Linked DNA regions of Sus scrofa: regions 2 and 3 are each linked to region 1. The links are chromatin contacts, called in public HiChIP or PLAC-seq maps. All regions are on one chromosome and are shown on one strand. Each heading gives the region's core, a stretch centred on a gene start, on an enhancer-like site or on the middle of the called end of the contact. The rest is flanking DNA. Distances are from core to core; before and after follow the strand shown.

Evidence for each region. HiChIP or PLAC-seq counts read pairs in DNA pulled down with a chosen protein or histone mark.
Region 2: a contact with region 1 is called in an H3K27ac HiChIP or PLAC-seq map of alveolar macrophages. The contact joins two enhancer-like sites. A contact is called at or near these places in 1 of 5 promoter capture datasets (liver), 16 of 47 Hi-C or Micro-C datasets (adipocytes, alveolar macrophages, blood and 9 more) and 1 of 2 datasets of contacts at active chromatin or transcription factors (alveolar macrophages).
Region 3: an H3K27ac HiChIP or PLAC-seq map of alveolar macrophages shows a contact between it and region 1. The contact joins two enhancer-like sites. A contact is called at or near these places in 2 of 5 promoter capture datasets (fetal liver and liver), 13 of 47 Hi-C or Micro-C datasets (adipocytes, blood, embryonic fibroblasts and 7 more) and 1 of 2 datasets of contacts at active chromatin or transcription factors (alveolar macrophages).

Annotation. Positions count from the first base shown.
Region 1 is chr14:66,298,359-66,303,121 of Sscrofa11.1, reverse strand. All of the region lies in intron 5 of LOC106506022 (a long non-coding RNA gene), which reads right to left. Among named protein-coding and RNA genes, the nearest start is that of EGR2, 12 kb to the right of the region's middle. Within about 2 kb of position 2,326, at least 1 of the 83 cell types and tissues checked has an H3K27ac peak or open chromatin away from gene starts, as enhancers often do. A contact at or near this core is called in alveolar macrophages, where this site is marked.
Region 2 is chr14:66,097,430-66,102,192 of Sscrofa11.1, reverse strand. No RefSeq gene overlaps it. Among named protein-coding and RNA genes, the nearest start is that of ADO, 180 kb to the left of the region's middle. Within about 2 kb of position 2,907, at least 1 of the 83 cell types and tissues checked has an H3K27ac peak or open chromatin away from gene starts, as enhancers often do. A contact at or near this core is called in alveolar macrophages, where this site is marked.
Region 3 is chr14:66,122,895-66,127,657 of Sscrofa11.1, reverse strand. No RefSeq gene overlaps it. Among named protein-coding and RNA genes, the nearest start is that of ADO, 150 kb to the left of the region's middle. Within about 2 kb of position 2,262, at least 5 of the 83 cell types and tissues checked have an H3K27ac peak or open chromatin away from gene starts, as enhancers often do. A contact at or near this core is called in alveolar macrophages, where this site is marked.

The sequences.
Region 1 (4,763 bases), core at 1,077-3,576:
CCTAGAAAAAGTCAAAAAGACAAAAACAAAAAAACAAACAAACAGAAACATACAAACAAAGAAAAAAACCAGTTCCTATCAGAATTATCTGACCTCTTCATAGGTAAAATCAGAGCCTAAATTTTTTCTTTGTAGAAAGAGAGAGTTCTCTGAAGTTCCCATCGTGGCTCAGTGGTTAACGAATCTGACTATAAACCATAAGATTGTGGGTTCGATCCCTGGCCTCACTCAGTGGGTGGAGGATCCAGCGTTGCCGTGAGCTGTGGTGTAGGTCGCAGACGCGGCTCGTATCTGGTGTTGCTGTGGCTGTGGTGTAGGCCAGCAGCTACAGCTCCGATTAGACCCCTAGCCTGGGAACCTCCATATGCCACAGATGCGGCCCTAGAAAAGACAAAAAAAAAAAAAAAAAAGAAAGAAAGAAAGAAAGAAACAAAGAAACAAAGAAAGAAAGAAAGAGGGCGTTCTCTTCTATGGGTCTAACCTGATTTGCTTTATCATAACTCGAGATTCTGCCTACCCAGAAAGGCACAGTCCATTTTGGGGTAATGTTGAGGCTACTGCCCGTGGGCTCCACATGGGTCCTCAGGGTCAGTTAGTAATAGATGACAAAGCCACATGGACCCTTAAATGTCACATAGGCTAATACCTTCTGTTGACAAATGAGGCAACTGGCATGCTGGGAGGGAAAGGGATCATACTAAGGCAGTGAATCCCCAAACTTGCTGATTATTGCTCATCCCTTCCTTTCATTCAGCAAGCACTTGCTTCACATTCCTCTGTGCTAGCACTGTTCTTGGTTCTGGACATACAGTGAGGGTCAAGACAGCTGTGATCCTTTCCCTTGTGTATGCTCAGAACCAAGAACAGTGCACGGTCATGGACAAGGTGATTGGGGAAGAGCGGGCAAGGCCAGGAAGGGAAGGCTTGTGCAGAGGTGGGAGTAAGATGTCCTTTGGGGCAGCCTTAACAGAATGCCATGGTAGTTGATAAACAATAGACATTTTTTTTCCTCACAGTACTACTAGAGGCTAGGAAGCCCCCCATCAAGGTGCCAATAGATCGGGATCTAGTGAGAGCCCTCTGATCTCAACAGATGAGTGTCTCTTGAGAGCCCACCTAGACCACTTCTGGTCTAGTTCACAGATGGCTGTCTTTTCACTGTGTCCTCACATGGTAGAAGGGGAAGGGAGCTCTCTAGGGTTTCTCTTATAACAGAACGAATTCCATTTGTGAGGGTTTGACCTCATGACCTAAGCCCTGCCCAAAGGCCACACCTCCTAATATGATCGCATTGAGAGTTGGGTTTCAAACACATGAACTTGAGTGGGTGGTGGTCGGGGGGAGGCACAAACACTTGGTCTACAGCTAAAGGACTAGACCTGGGATGATCAAAGGGTGGGGGCAAGAACCATTCTGGACAAAGGGAGGAGTGAGCGCATGGACTGAGATGGGAAGGAGCCTGAGATGTTGAAGCAAGGTGAGCATGGTGAGTGTTTGGGAAAGAGGAAGATGTGATTATAAAGGTAGAACAAGGCCAGGTCATGTAAGGACTTAAAGGGGGTGGTATGGAGTATGAATTTTTTAAAAATTGTAATAGAGAGTCAGCTCATCATCAAACTTCGCTTTGTAAAAGGACATTATCTTTGTTGTTGTTATTGTTTTGCTATAGATTCTAGGACTAGGATTCTGATTAGCCAGATCCAAAGATGAACAAGCACAGTCACTGGCCAGTTCCTGGGTCTGCAAGTCAGCTCTTTCTGGTTTTTGTTTGTCTTGTCTTTTTAGGGCCAAACTAGCGGCATATGGATTGTTCCCAGGCTAGGGGTCAAATCAGAGCTGCAGCTGTTGGCCTACGCCACAGTGACCGCAATGCCAGATCTGAGCCATGTCTGTGACCTACACCACAGCTCATGGCAGTGCCGGAACCTTAACCCATTGAGCAAGGTTGGGGATCAAACCTACTTCCTCATGGATGCTAGTCAGATTCATTTCCGCTGAGCCACAATGGGAACTCCTCTTTCAGTTGTTTTTATGACCCTCTTACAACCACCTGGGCAAGACTGAAAGAGGAGGGCAGGGTTACCCATTGGAAAAACAAGTTAAAATGGCCCAAATATTAGCCACAAACACAAAAGATGTTAACTAAAAATACTATTGTGATCATCTTTGAGCAGACTATGACACAGGTTAGCTAAGTTTGGGGTGGGGGTCGGGGGAATGAAACCATCAAGGGCTTCTGTTGATAAAGTTGGTGAATCTGTCTCCTCCCCTGGTCAGGCTGGTCACCCCAGTAGGATATACCCAACCACACTGAAGCCACCGCACACAGATGAGAATCTCTTCCGATTGCACCACAGGCTGATAAGCCAGAGGGTGGTAATCAGCGAGTCAGTTGCCAACCTCACAGAAATGGGACAAATGAGGACTACAGGGGCTGGACCCAAGGCTGGTGGCCCCAAATTGCCCTCCATTACCTAGAAGACTAGGATCAGGCTGTTGTCATTGCTTAGCTCCCAGTCTTTACCCATTAGGGAGACAATGACATGGAGGTACAGAATAGGGTTAGCACACACCAGGAAACAGGCACATGACCTAAATGTTAATTGGCCACCAGCCATCAGAGTGTCTCAGGGATTTCACAAGCATTCACATGCTTGGGCCTTCCCAACCAGTCGTTCAGTCTTTGCATTAGAGCTCTCAACATCAGCACCAGGAGACTCGGTGAGGAAAGCCAACTCTGCCTCCTTACTCCCTGGGTGAACTCAGGTCAGTCACTTGGCCCTGCTGGGTCTCACAGGGCTTCTGTGGGCAGTAGGAAAGGTCAACATGACCTTGTCATTGTCACAGGCTTATATTTCTATGCCCAAAGGAAGTAATGTGCATGAAAGGGATTGGAAAGGGTGAATGCCCATAAAATGTCTTCTGAGGCTTTACAGGCACTGGGAAATGTGAGAAATTTGGAAGTTTATCAAGGAGTTGAGGTGGATGGTGACAGGATCAAAAGATAAACATTTTAAGGAAAGGCTACAGAAACAGATTTTTTTTTCCATGTGAGACAGAAAAGATTGAGGGCTATATTCCAGCTTGCACCTGGTTCTTGCTCACACTATCATGATTAACTTTTTTCATGTCTCCTGAGGAGACAACAAAATAAAATGCATAATAAAAGAGAGTGTTGGAGTTCCCGTCGTGGCACAGCAGAAACAAATCTGACTTGCATCCATGAGGATGCAGGTTTGAGCCCTGGCCTTGCTCAGTGGGTTAAGGATCCGGTGTTGCTGTGAGCTGTGGTATAGGTTACAGATGCAGCTTGGAGCTGGCATTGCTGTGGTTGTGGTATAGGCCAGCGGCTACAGCTCCAATTTGACCCCTTGCCTGGAAACCTCCATATGCTGTAGGTACGGCCCTAAAAAAGACAAAATAATAATAATAATAATAATAATAATGAATAAAAAGAGTATTTTCGGAGTTCCCATTGTGGCTAAGTGGGTTAAGAACCTGACTAGTATCCGTGAGGATGCCGGTTCTATCCCTAGCCCCACTCAGTGGGTTAAGGATCTGGCATTGCCATGAGCTATGGTGTAGGGTGAAGTCACAGCTTGGACCTGGTGTTGCTATGGCTATGGTGTAGGCCAGCAGCTGCAGCTCCCTTTTGATCTCTGGGGACTTTATATACTGCAGGTGCAGCCCTAAAAAGACAAAAAAATAAAACGAGGGGTTTTCTATCTCTGAAGAATGTCTTGCTAGATATTAAACACCAGAATGTGTTCCTAAAGCAAATTTGGTATTTTTTCTCTAATGAACTTAGGAGAGATTTGTACCTGAGTGTTCGTGGCTTAAACATGATTCTGGCTAAAGAGATTTCCTTTTTTTTTTTTTTTTTTTTTTAGTTCTTGGAATTCACAAAAATTTTGTGGCTGTAAGCTATAAATACAAAGAGTGTTGTTCACTGATATACATTCCAAGCATACAGCATAGTACTTAGTATATACTAGGTACTCAATAAATATTCACTAAATGGATTAACTCAATACCATGTGCTTGTCCTGATCTTTGAAAGCAAGTCAGGCTCATCCTTACACATTCACTTGCTCTCTAGTTCACCTAAGCCAGCCCCAGCCCCAGCCTCAGTGCCAGCTAGGGCAGTTGTGGGCTGGCTCCAACATCACAGCAGTGGCTTCCAGACCCCAAGGAACTTGCATAGAGCAGAGGGAGTCAAGCCCACTCTGGCTCAATTGCAACTACACAGTTTTAACCTAAAATATCTTATATTGGGATTCCAGATACCATTTTCCCAAGTTGCCATTATATGAGAGAGTTTTTATGACAAGCCTGAAATACAGGAAAATCAAGGGAAAAAATGGTCTCCTGTTAAAGTGTCTTTTGTCCCTAGGATTTCTGAGTAACAGAAGAAGGGGCTAAAACGGTTACTCTGGTCATGTCTTTGGTGTCTCTTGTTTCATAAAATCCAAACAGAGAGAAGAAAGGATCTAAATTGTTCTCATTTTCCTCTTTTTGACATTTCCATGGGCTGTTGACTAAATAATCATATTTTTAAAAGGAATCTAATTCTAAAAGGCTGGGAGTTGCCAGGTGTCTAGGTGGGGTGGGGGGACTCTGATTGTGTGCTTACAAGCCCATTGATTGAAATTGTTCTGCTACCCAGTGGTGATTGCATTGTAACCACAATATTCTCTCAGGTACAACAATCCTTGAGCAGAAACATGCATTCTAGTTAATTATTAGGATCCAACAGGAGTATG
Region 2 (4,763 bases), core at 1,658-4,157, 200 kb after region 1:
AGAGAACCCATTATCTGAGCCACCACTGTGTTGCATAACTTCAAAATATGCCATTCACATCCTATTCTATGGAATTCTTCAGAGCCACAGGTCTGTATGCAGTGGCTTCACTCAAAATTTCTCCTGGATTTTACCACTGACCGTGGTCAAAGGAGAATCCACATTCAAATAAAACATGACCACCCTCATTAGGACTGTGTCCCTTTATTGTAGTTCTCTCAGCTTTATCAGATGTGAACATCCCTTAATGGGAAGCAACTTAATCTGTCATTAGTCATTTTCACTTTAGTAAAGTGAAGACTCAAGTTGTTTATGGATGTGAGAGTGGGGAAGGGAAAGAATGAAGGTGCTGAATACCGGCAAAGAAGAGGTAGAGAATACATGGCTGGGAGTTTCCAAAGACAAACGCTAGTTATTTCATAGTTGGAGCTGGACTGACCTTTCTTAAGCTGATTTGAGTCTGATTCACTGTAGCCAGAGTAGTATAATTCAAGACCTCATATTCTGCAACTTTTTAAAAAAATTAAAGTATGGATAATTTATAATATTGTGTCACTTTCTGCTCTATAACAAAGTGATCCAGTTATACCTATATATATATATATATATATATATATATATATTCTTTTTCTCATATTACCTTCCATCATGTTCTATCCCAAGAGACTGGATAGAGTTCTCTGCACTGTACAGCAGGATCTCATTGCTCATTCATTCTAAATGCAATAGTTTGCATCTACTAACCCCAAACTCCCAGTCCATCCCACTCCCTTGTTCCCCCCCTTGGCAATCACAAGTCTGTTCTCCACGTCTGTGAGTTACTTTCTGTTCTGTAGAAAGGTTCATTTGTGCTGTATTTCAGATTCCATATATAAGTGATATCATATTGTATTTGCCCTTCTCTTTCTGACTTACTTCACTCAGTGTGATAATCTCTAGTTGCATCCATGTTGCTGTGAATAGCATTATTTTTTCTTTTCTATGGTTGTATAGTATTCCATTGTGTTTATATACCACATCTTCTTAATCCATTCTCTGTAAGTGGACATTTAGGTTGCTTCTATGTCTTGGCTATTGTGAACACTGCTACTAGGACATAGGAATGCATGTATCTTTTTGAATTACAGTTTTACCCACACTGCTTCATCTATTCCTTTGTGGAATCTTCAGAAGCTACATGTCATGAGAATTTCAAAGCTAAGGGTCTTCTCTATGAATACTCCCTGAGACAGGAAGATGGAATACTTATGGCAAGTCAAAACCATCTAGGTAGGGTCTTAAGTTTCCCCAAGTTGTTTATAGTCTAAAATCATACAGCCAAATACAGATTCAGAGAGAAACCAATGAATATTCTTGTACCAAAAGAGTGTCATTGGATCAAATTGGATGTTAAGAACAAGGTTGGAGAAATCAGAAAGATTATTTTAGAACCAAAGCACCAAAGGGCAGGCAAAACAGGGGCCAAATCTGACCTGCTGCTTGTTTTTATGATAAAGTTTTATTGGCACACAGCCACATCCATTGTGTTTTGTTAGTGGCTGCTTTTATGAGACAATGGCAGAGTTGAATAGCTGTGACAGAGACTGCATAGCTTGCAAGGACTAAAATATTTACCATCCAGCCTTTGAGGAATAAATTGGTCACCCCCTGGGTAATCTTACCTCCATGTGTGCCGATATCCCTGCTTTGTCTCTTTACAAGGCAAAGATTGACCATGGACTGAGGACCCCACTGAGGCAGCACTCCTTGAATTTTCAACTGAAGTATCCTGGAACAATAAAGTGGAACGTCCAGACATAAACTGCTTCAACCTCCTCACTGGAAGACCTCTTTCTTGGGGGAAGGGGGTGGGCAGCAGCATCCATTCCACCAATCAAAAGACCCAGAGCAACAGCTAGGTTCTGGGAACATGCAGATGAACAACAAAACATGCTGGGCTGATTGTTTTGTGTCAGGTACATCTGCAGAGGCCACACGAGGCAGTTGCTGCCTGTGGCCTAGTCTTTCTTTTCTCCCTGTCTTCCTCTCTTCTCTCTTTCATCTCTCCCTGCCTCTGGTTCCCCCCTCTACCCCCACCCTTCCATCTTGACTCTCTCCTTTCTTCTTTTCCTTTCTTTCCTCCTTTCTCTTGCCCACATCACAGGCCCACTGGTGCCACCCAGTGGCTCTGACAGGCATTACTTAGACTTGCTGACTGCCCTCAAGGCTGGAACTGACCATCAGGATGTTAGTGAAAGCCTATAATTAGGGATTCAGAGACAACGAGAAGACTCTTGTAATCCTCCTATGATTACTCAAAGAGTTAATATTCACTTTAAAAGTCTTTATGCTTTAGTATAAATGAAGGAACCCAAGATAGACTTGTTAAGGGGAAGAGATGAAGAAGGCCCTAAGTGACTGTTGTTTAAGAGGTCACTGCATACTGCCCTGAGAAGAATTTGCATCTGAGTTCTTCCACGCATGTTATTCAGGTGATATGTGATATGTATGTAATAAAATGTGCAGCGATGGATTTATGATTGTAACCAATTTATTGAACTATCTGAATCTTATGACATATTAACATGGAACAATAGTATTTTCCCAATCACTGCAATAAACTGTGCTCCCCTTACTTCCTTTTACTGACCGTTAATGACATCTTAGGTGAATCCCTTGGAGTCATAGGAACAGCCTCTCATATAGACACTGTCCCTGCAAGGCTGTGTAGCAAGCCCTTGGATCCCCCCAGGGCTGATGGAAGCCCTTGTTGATTCCCTCTCTCCTGCAAGGCCTCTGCCTACAAGGAATGGACTGCAGGGTAGGACGAGGTGGGGGAATGACCATCACTGATGACGATAGGGCTGGTTCTACAGACGTTTAGTAAGTTGGTGGGGGACTCTCTTAACTTCTGCTTTTGTCCACAATCTCTAGAAGGAAGGATACTGAATGCCTGCTGTTTGGGACAATTCTGAGGCAACAGGAAATGTCCCACTCAGTATCCTGTGATGAAGATGAATATTATGATGGCAGCCCAGCCACTACTGGCCTGTACAAACAGCCATGCTCCATGCCCAGGTGAACTTGCATTGGCGTGAGGGAGGCTGGGGCACAACTCACTGAAGTTCTGAATGGGCCACCTTGACTCTCCAGGTCATTGCAGCATCTCCTCACAGATACCAGCCATTGGGAAGCAGTGCTTAGGCTGTGACTATAATTTGCTCACCTGCTAACACTATTTTTTCTCTTGGAGGAATCTGGATCTTGAAATTCTATCTCCAGTAGCCCCCATGACTTGTCCGAGGAGAAATGGAGGTTCTAGTGCTAGTCTTTTATGTGTGAGAAGGCAAAAGAAGGCTAATCTCTCTTCTGGGCAGAAAAGTAGTTACTTGGAATCTAGTGGTATTTGAAAGCATCCCTGTCCTAAACCAACTCTCCCACCTAGGTACCCCCAGGGTGTGAAATTCCGCCATGAGAAATTAATTCTTTTGGGTAAGCATTGTCCTCTCCTCTATGACATCTCTTAAAATAAAACTGCCGTAAGGTGTTCCCCATGAAGTCACCTATGGGTACAGCCTCTGGAGTTGAAGAGTGAAGTGATGACAAATTTAGTCTTCATAGCCTTTTCTGAAACTGTTTAATAGTTTGCATGTATTTTGACAGTTTGATGCACCAAAGTTACTGATTATGAATGCAACTTATTTAATGCTTAAAATCAGGTATTTTTAATAGATAATAAAAGCAGGAAAGTTAGTTTTGGCTCCTACTTTTTAGCCTGAAATCACCAGAAATATTTAGGTGTGCCCAACTCTGTTCAGTAATAATCACCCAGGAGCTCTGGCTGTGGTGCAGTGGGTTAAGGATCTGTCCAGCATATTCAGTGCAGTGGCTTGGGTCACTGCTGTGGCACAGGTTTGATCCCTGGCTAGGGAACTTCTATATGCCATTGGGGCAGCCAAAACACACACACACACACACACACACACACAAACACACACAAACACCACACAAAACCAACAATACTCACCACCCAGACTCAGCTCCAAGGGAGAGTCAGGAGACAAAAGCAGAGGAAGTAGGAAAAGAATAATAGAGGCTTTGCTTTTTTTTTTCCCCTGCAGTTGTGGATTTTTGCTCTAATAGGTGGTAAGGGTACCCATCATTTATACTGACTGCTCCATGGTGGCTGACACCTGGCTTTCCACTTAATAAATAATCATCATCCCCTTAAACTCTCCTGGTACCATGCTTTTTTTGCTTTTGTTGCTTCTACCAGACTGTCTTTTCTCTGGTCTCCTCCTCTCTAAATGCTACCCTTTCTTCAAGTCTGCTAAAATTCTACCTCTAGACTTTTCTAGCTACAGAGCTATGCCCTGTCTCCTAAGTTTAAAACACTTATCTTCACAAATTTCTCGGCATGTGTGCCTTTATTACACCATGCCTTCCAAAATGCATTACTTTGCTTCTTGTTTCTTTTTTCTTTTCTTTCCTTCTTCTTCTTCTTTTTTTTTTTTTTTTTTTTTTTTTTGGTGGTGGGTGCACATGTGCAATATAAGGAAGTTCCCAGGCTAGGGGTCGTATTGGAGCTGCAGTTGCAGGCCATAGCCATAACCACAGCAATGCCAGATCCTAGCTGCATCTGAGACCTACACCACAGCTTACACTGAATCCTTTAATCCACTGAGCAAGGCCAGGAATCGAACCCACATCCTCATGGATACTAGTTGGGTTCTTAACCTGCTAAGCCACAACAGGAACTCTCTTAAGTTTCAACTCATGTGATT
Region 3 (4,763 bases), core at 1,013-3,512, 180 kb after region 1:
GAGAGCCCTATATGTGGCAAGAGCACATTCGGTCGATGCAGGAGCCCTTCCTTGTGTCAGGCTCAGTGATGGGCACAGGAAATACAAACATGTGGAAGACATGTTTCTCTGTTCTTGGGAATTTCAGAATCCAAGGCAGATGTTGAAATTCAATTCATTAAAGAATAGAGGACTTGGGAGTGGGATGGATTTGGAGCCTGGGATTAACAGATGAAGACTACTGCCTTTGGAATGGATAAGCAATGAGATTCTTCTGTGTAGCACTGGGAACTATGTCTAGTCACCTATGATGGAGCATGGTAATGTGAGAAAAAAGAATGTATACATGTATGTGTAACTGGGTCACCATGCTGTATAGCAGAAAATCGACGGAACACTGTAAACCAGCTATAATGGAAAAAAATAATCATTATATAAAAAGTTAAAAAAAGAATAGAGGACTATAGAGAGGGCTATGGGCCTTTGAAAAGGCAGTAGTAACCCCAGAGACCCTAAAGTCTCCTCAGAGAATGGGGCATTTAGGGAAGTTAGATTGAATATGGGTGTGTTTGCTGTTCTAGGAATATTTCCCTAAATAATGCCTCTTTTCATCTCCCCCCACCTTCTATGATTCCCTATTTGTCTCTCTTCCCCAGCCTTCACCCCAAGACTCCGCATTCTCACTTGGGAAAAGATAGCTTCAAAGACTGGTGGAAAACAGTCTAAATATAGTTAAGGGCTGCCTAAAACATAGTCTTTCCTCTATCTTCTACTCTTTCTAGAGGTCCGTTAAGTTTTTATTGTTTTTGTGATGGTGGTGGTGGTAGCAGCTTTTAAAAGCCTTCTCCTTCCAGTTTCCATCTGCTGCCAGCTGTAAAGCAAAGATACAGATAATGTCGACAAAATGCTCGAAGAAGATAAGTGGTGATGCTGTCCACTGTTATATGAATGTGAAATTATCATACATTAGTACGTATTTGATTGTGCTTCCAAAACTGTGAATTGATTGCTTTTTCCCTTTGAAGTCTTCCACCTCCAGATGGAAGAAGAGAAACTTTGAATATGCATTTCTCTGATTTGGGCTCTCAAAGGATTTACAATCTGTGGTCCAAATCTATGACCTCCACTAGGACACATCTATTCTTCAGGCAACTAAGTGTCCCCTTATTCTCCTGCAGAACTGTGGAAATATCACCCAGATAATCAGGTAAGGCAGCAAAGCATAGAGAGTTGAGCTCAGAAACATTTTATTGGCTCTTGCTCTAGCCCCAGTCGTTATCAGGCTCATCTCCAGGTGCCCAAGGATCCATTAACATCCCTTGTCAACTTCTGCTTCAGCTTTCCTCTTTCAAATTATTTCTCTCCTTGATGGCTTCCTCAACCCCCTAGTAATAAGCAGGTTTGGGTCTACATATCTAAAGGGTTCCTCTGTATCGGCAACCAGGAGTGGATGATAATCCATTCCTGCCAAGATGCACTTATCTTCAAGAGAGAATGAGTCAAATGGTGGCCCTGCAAATGCACTCTGTCCAAACTCCCATCCTGCTCTCTCCTAAGACTCCTCAGCATGCTCCTGAACACTTGAGATCTTGAATATTAAATTCTCAAATGGAAAGGGACTGCCATTTTGTACCATCCCCCTGGTTTAAGCCACTTCCAAATTGCTTTCTGGTGCCAGCCCACTGCATCAGGACCTGCTCCGACCTAGTTCTTCATCAGAGCTTTGGATAGAATAAGACACAGGCAAGAGCTGATGACTCCACTTGTGCCTGGTGAGTTGCTCTTTGCTCAGACTGGGGCCCCTTCCACCAGCTGCTCTCATACCCCACGTGCGAAAACAGGGTGTGTGCAGGGTGGTGGAGAAAGGACCTCTGTTGTTTTACAGTGTTTTGAATTCTTTACATGCATTTTGAGGACCCGTTTGAGTCAAGGCCCACATACTACCTAAAGAGAGACTTCCAAAATACTTTCCAGTAAATTTTGCATACTTACTGAATTATTTGAAATTACAATTTCTTTTGTTTATTTGGCTAGTGAACTCTATTGTCACCTAGATGTAAATCGGTGTATAGATAAAATAGAAACTCAACATATATTAAAGGGGAGAAAGACAGAGAAGGGGAAAATATGAAATAATACTGCAAGATAGTTGTATTAATATCCTACTGTGAAAGACAAGGTAACAAGGTATCTTGTGCTTGGAAAATTTAATTCACTTGCTCTGTGGCAGAGAATATGAAAGCAGAGAGATCTAGGGGATTTCCTGACTCTATCACTTTCTAGTTATATGATTTGGTCAAATTGCTTAATTGTTCTTAGCCTGTTTCCTCATCTGTAAAATCTGTGCCATAAGCACCATTTGGATTAAATAAGATAAAGCAGGCAGGAACACTTTGCACAGTATACACATCACATAATTAGAGCTTAATAAATATTGTTGGCCATCATTATTAAAGAGGTTTTCACAGTGAGTGTTCAGTGGAACCATGTCTGACTCCACTATGCTTGGGCTACTTCTGTGAAGCCACATGTGTGGCCATCCCTGTCCTTCCTCTCAGAATCCAGTTCTAAGAAGCCAGTGTGTCACCACTTGCTGAATCACTCCTGACAGGGATCTGGCTATGCACAACCCATACTTCTAGCTCATTGGTTGCCTGAGTTTTGCCTCTGCAGAAGCTTGGGAGGCAGCTGAGGAAGTCCATGGGTCTCACCACCAAGATTGCTCAAGAGGGCCCAGCAGGAACCATAGGCACTACTCCATGCCAGGCCTATTGGGACCTTGCCTGAGGAATCAGGTCGATGTGGAGGTGAGGGGCTGCATGCAACATAGTGTTTGGAGAAGGCAAATGGGAAACCAACAGAAGCACTCTCCACCTAAAGCACATGGCCATGCATATCTTCACCTATGGCAGCCATGGAAGACATTGAAGGATTTCTAAGGATGTAGAGAAAGGCATTTAAAATGATCCAGGGCACAGGTCAGGGCTTGAGGAGAAACTAAGTAATGTGAATCTTTCAACCCAGAAAGATAGTGATTCACATTGGCAAAGTCTAAAACTCTAAGAAAAATTTTTTAAAGCAAAAGAAAAAATGGGAATACGACCACAAGTCACATCATCAAATGGCAGAGTATTAAGACTAGAGGGAGGAGTTCCCGTCGTGGCTCAGTGGTTAATGAATCCAACTAGGAACAGGAGGTTGTGGGTTCGATCCCGGGCAGTGGGTTAAGGATCCGGCATTGCTGTGAGCTGTGGTGTAGGTTGCAGACACGGCGGACCTGGCGTTGCTGTGCCTCTAGTGTAGGCCGGCAGGTTCAGCTCTGATTTGACCCCTAGCCTGGGAACCTCCATATGCCGCAGATGCAGCCCTATAAAAAGACAAAGACAAACAAACAGAAAGACTGGAGGGAAACCAGTTAAACCTTCAGGACTTCAAGAAATGATAAAGAAGTGCCAAATTACAAAATGTATAGGAAAGAAGCAATGAATATATTGCTTTTAAAATGGCATAGTTCAAAATATATTCTTTAGAATTTTTGCCCTGTAAATTTCCAAAGAAAGGATTTGAAGCTGCAGTTCAAAATGAAAACTGCTTCAGGAAACAAAATGAGGTACTTTCCTGAAATGTGGAGGGCATTTTGACCCTTAGAGGTTCCCCTACATTGCTAGATACTAGGGAGCCAAAATAAAGCCTGCTAAGTGCTTCCTCCAGTCTCATTTACAAACAGGGAAACTGAGGACTAGAAAGGGGAAGGAACAACATTCTAAAGATCACTGTTAGTCAATGTGTCGGAGTCCAACTGGGAAAATAGAAACCAATCAGACTGGAGTAGAGGGAATTTTTTTCAGGGAATTGGTCAGACAGATGATGGGTATGAAGAAAAGCCAACAGGAGCCAGCCAGTGAGGCAACCCAAGATTGCCAATAGCTGAAAGCCAGCTAGAAGCTGGAGAAGAAAAGGCAAAGGAGGTAGAATTGCGGGAGCCTTGGAACCATTGTCCTGGCAGAAGCTGGCAGCTTTGTCCTGTGAGAGCTGGTAACTGCACTACAGTTATAGACTGTAGCCTGGGGTATTGCCTGAGGCAGAGGAGAAAGGAGGAGAAATACTCTGGATTTCTTCTTACTCTGCTCTCCAGTCTTTCTTTCTTTCTTTCTTTCTTTCTTTCTTTCTTTCTTTCTTTCTTTCTTTCTTTCTTTCTTTCTTTCTTTCTTTCTTTCTTTCTTTCTTTCTTTCTTTCTTCCTTCCTTCCTTCCTTCCTTCCTTCCTTCCTTCCTTCCTTCCTTTCTTTCCTTCCTTCTTTCTTTCTTTCCTTCTTCTTTCTTTATGGCCGCACCTATGGCATATGGAAGTTCCTGGTCTAGAGGCTGAATCAGAGCTGCAGCTGCCGGCCTATGCCACAGCCACAGCAACGTGGGATCCAAGCCATATCTGTGACCTGCATTGCAGCCTGCAGCATTGCTGGATCCTTAACCCCTGAGTGAGGCCAGGAATCAAACCTCTGTCCTCATGGAGACAATGTCAGGTCTTTAACCAGCTGAGCCACAATGGGAACTCCTCCAGTTACCTTTCAGTTGACCTCCCATTGGTTAAGCCCAGTAGAAAGCCAGAAGACACTGTGGGGTAGAGGGTTGATACAGAGCAGAGCAAGGGAAGTATGAGGAGAGGGTCTGAGGGCTCAGGCATGGGAACCACGCAATATCATTAGATAATCATTTCTTGGGCACTTAGCTGGGCAATGCTCCTGTCCCCACAGGAACAACTATCAGAGCTGCCAATCATGTGCA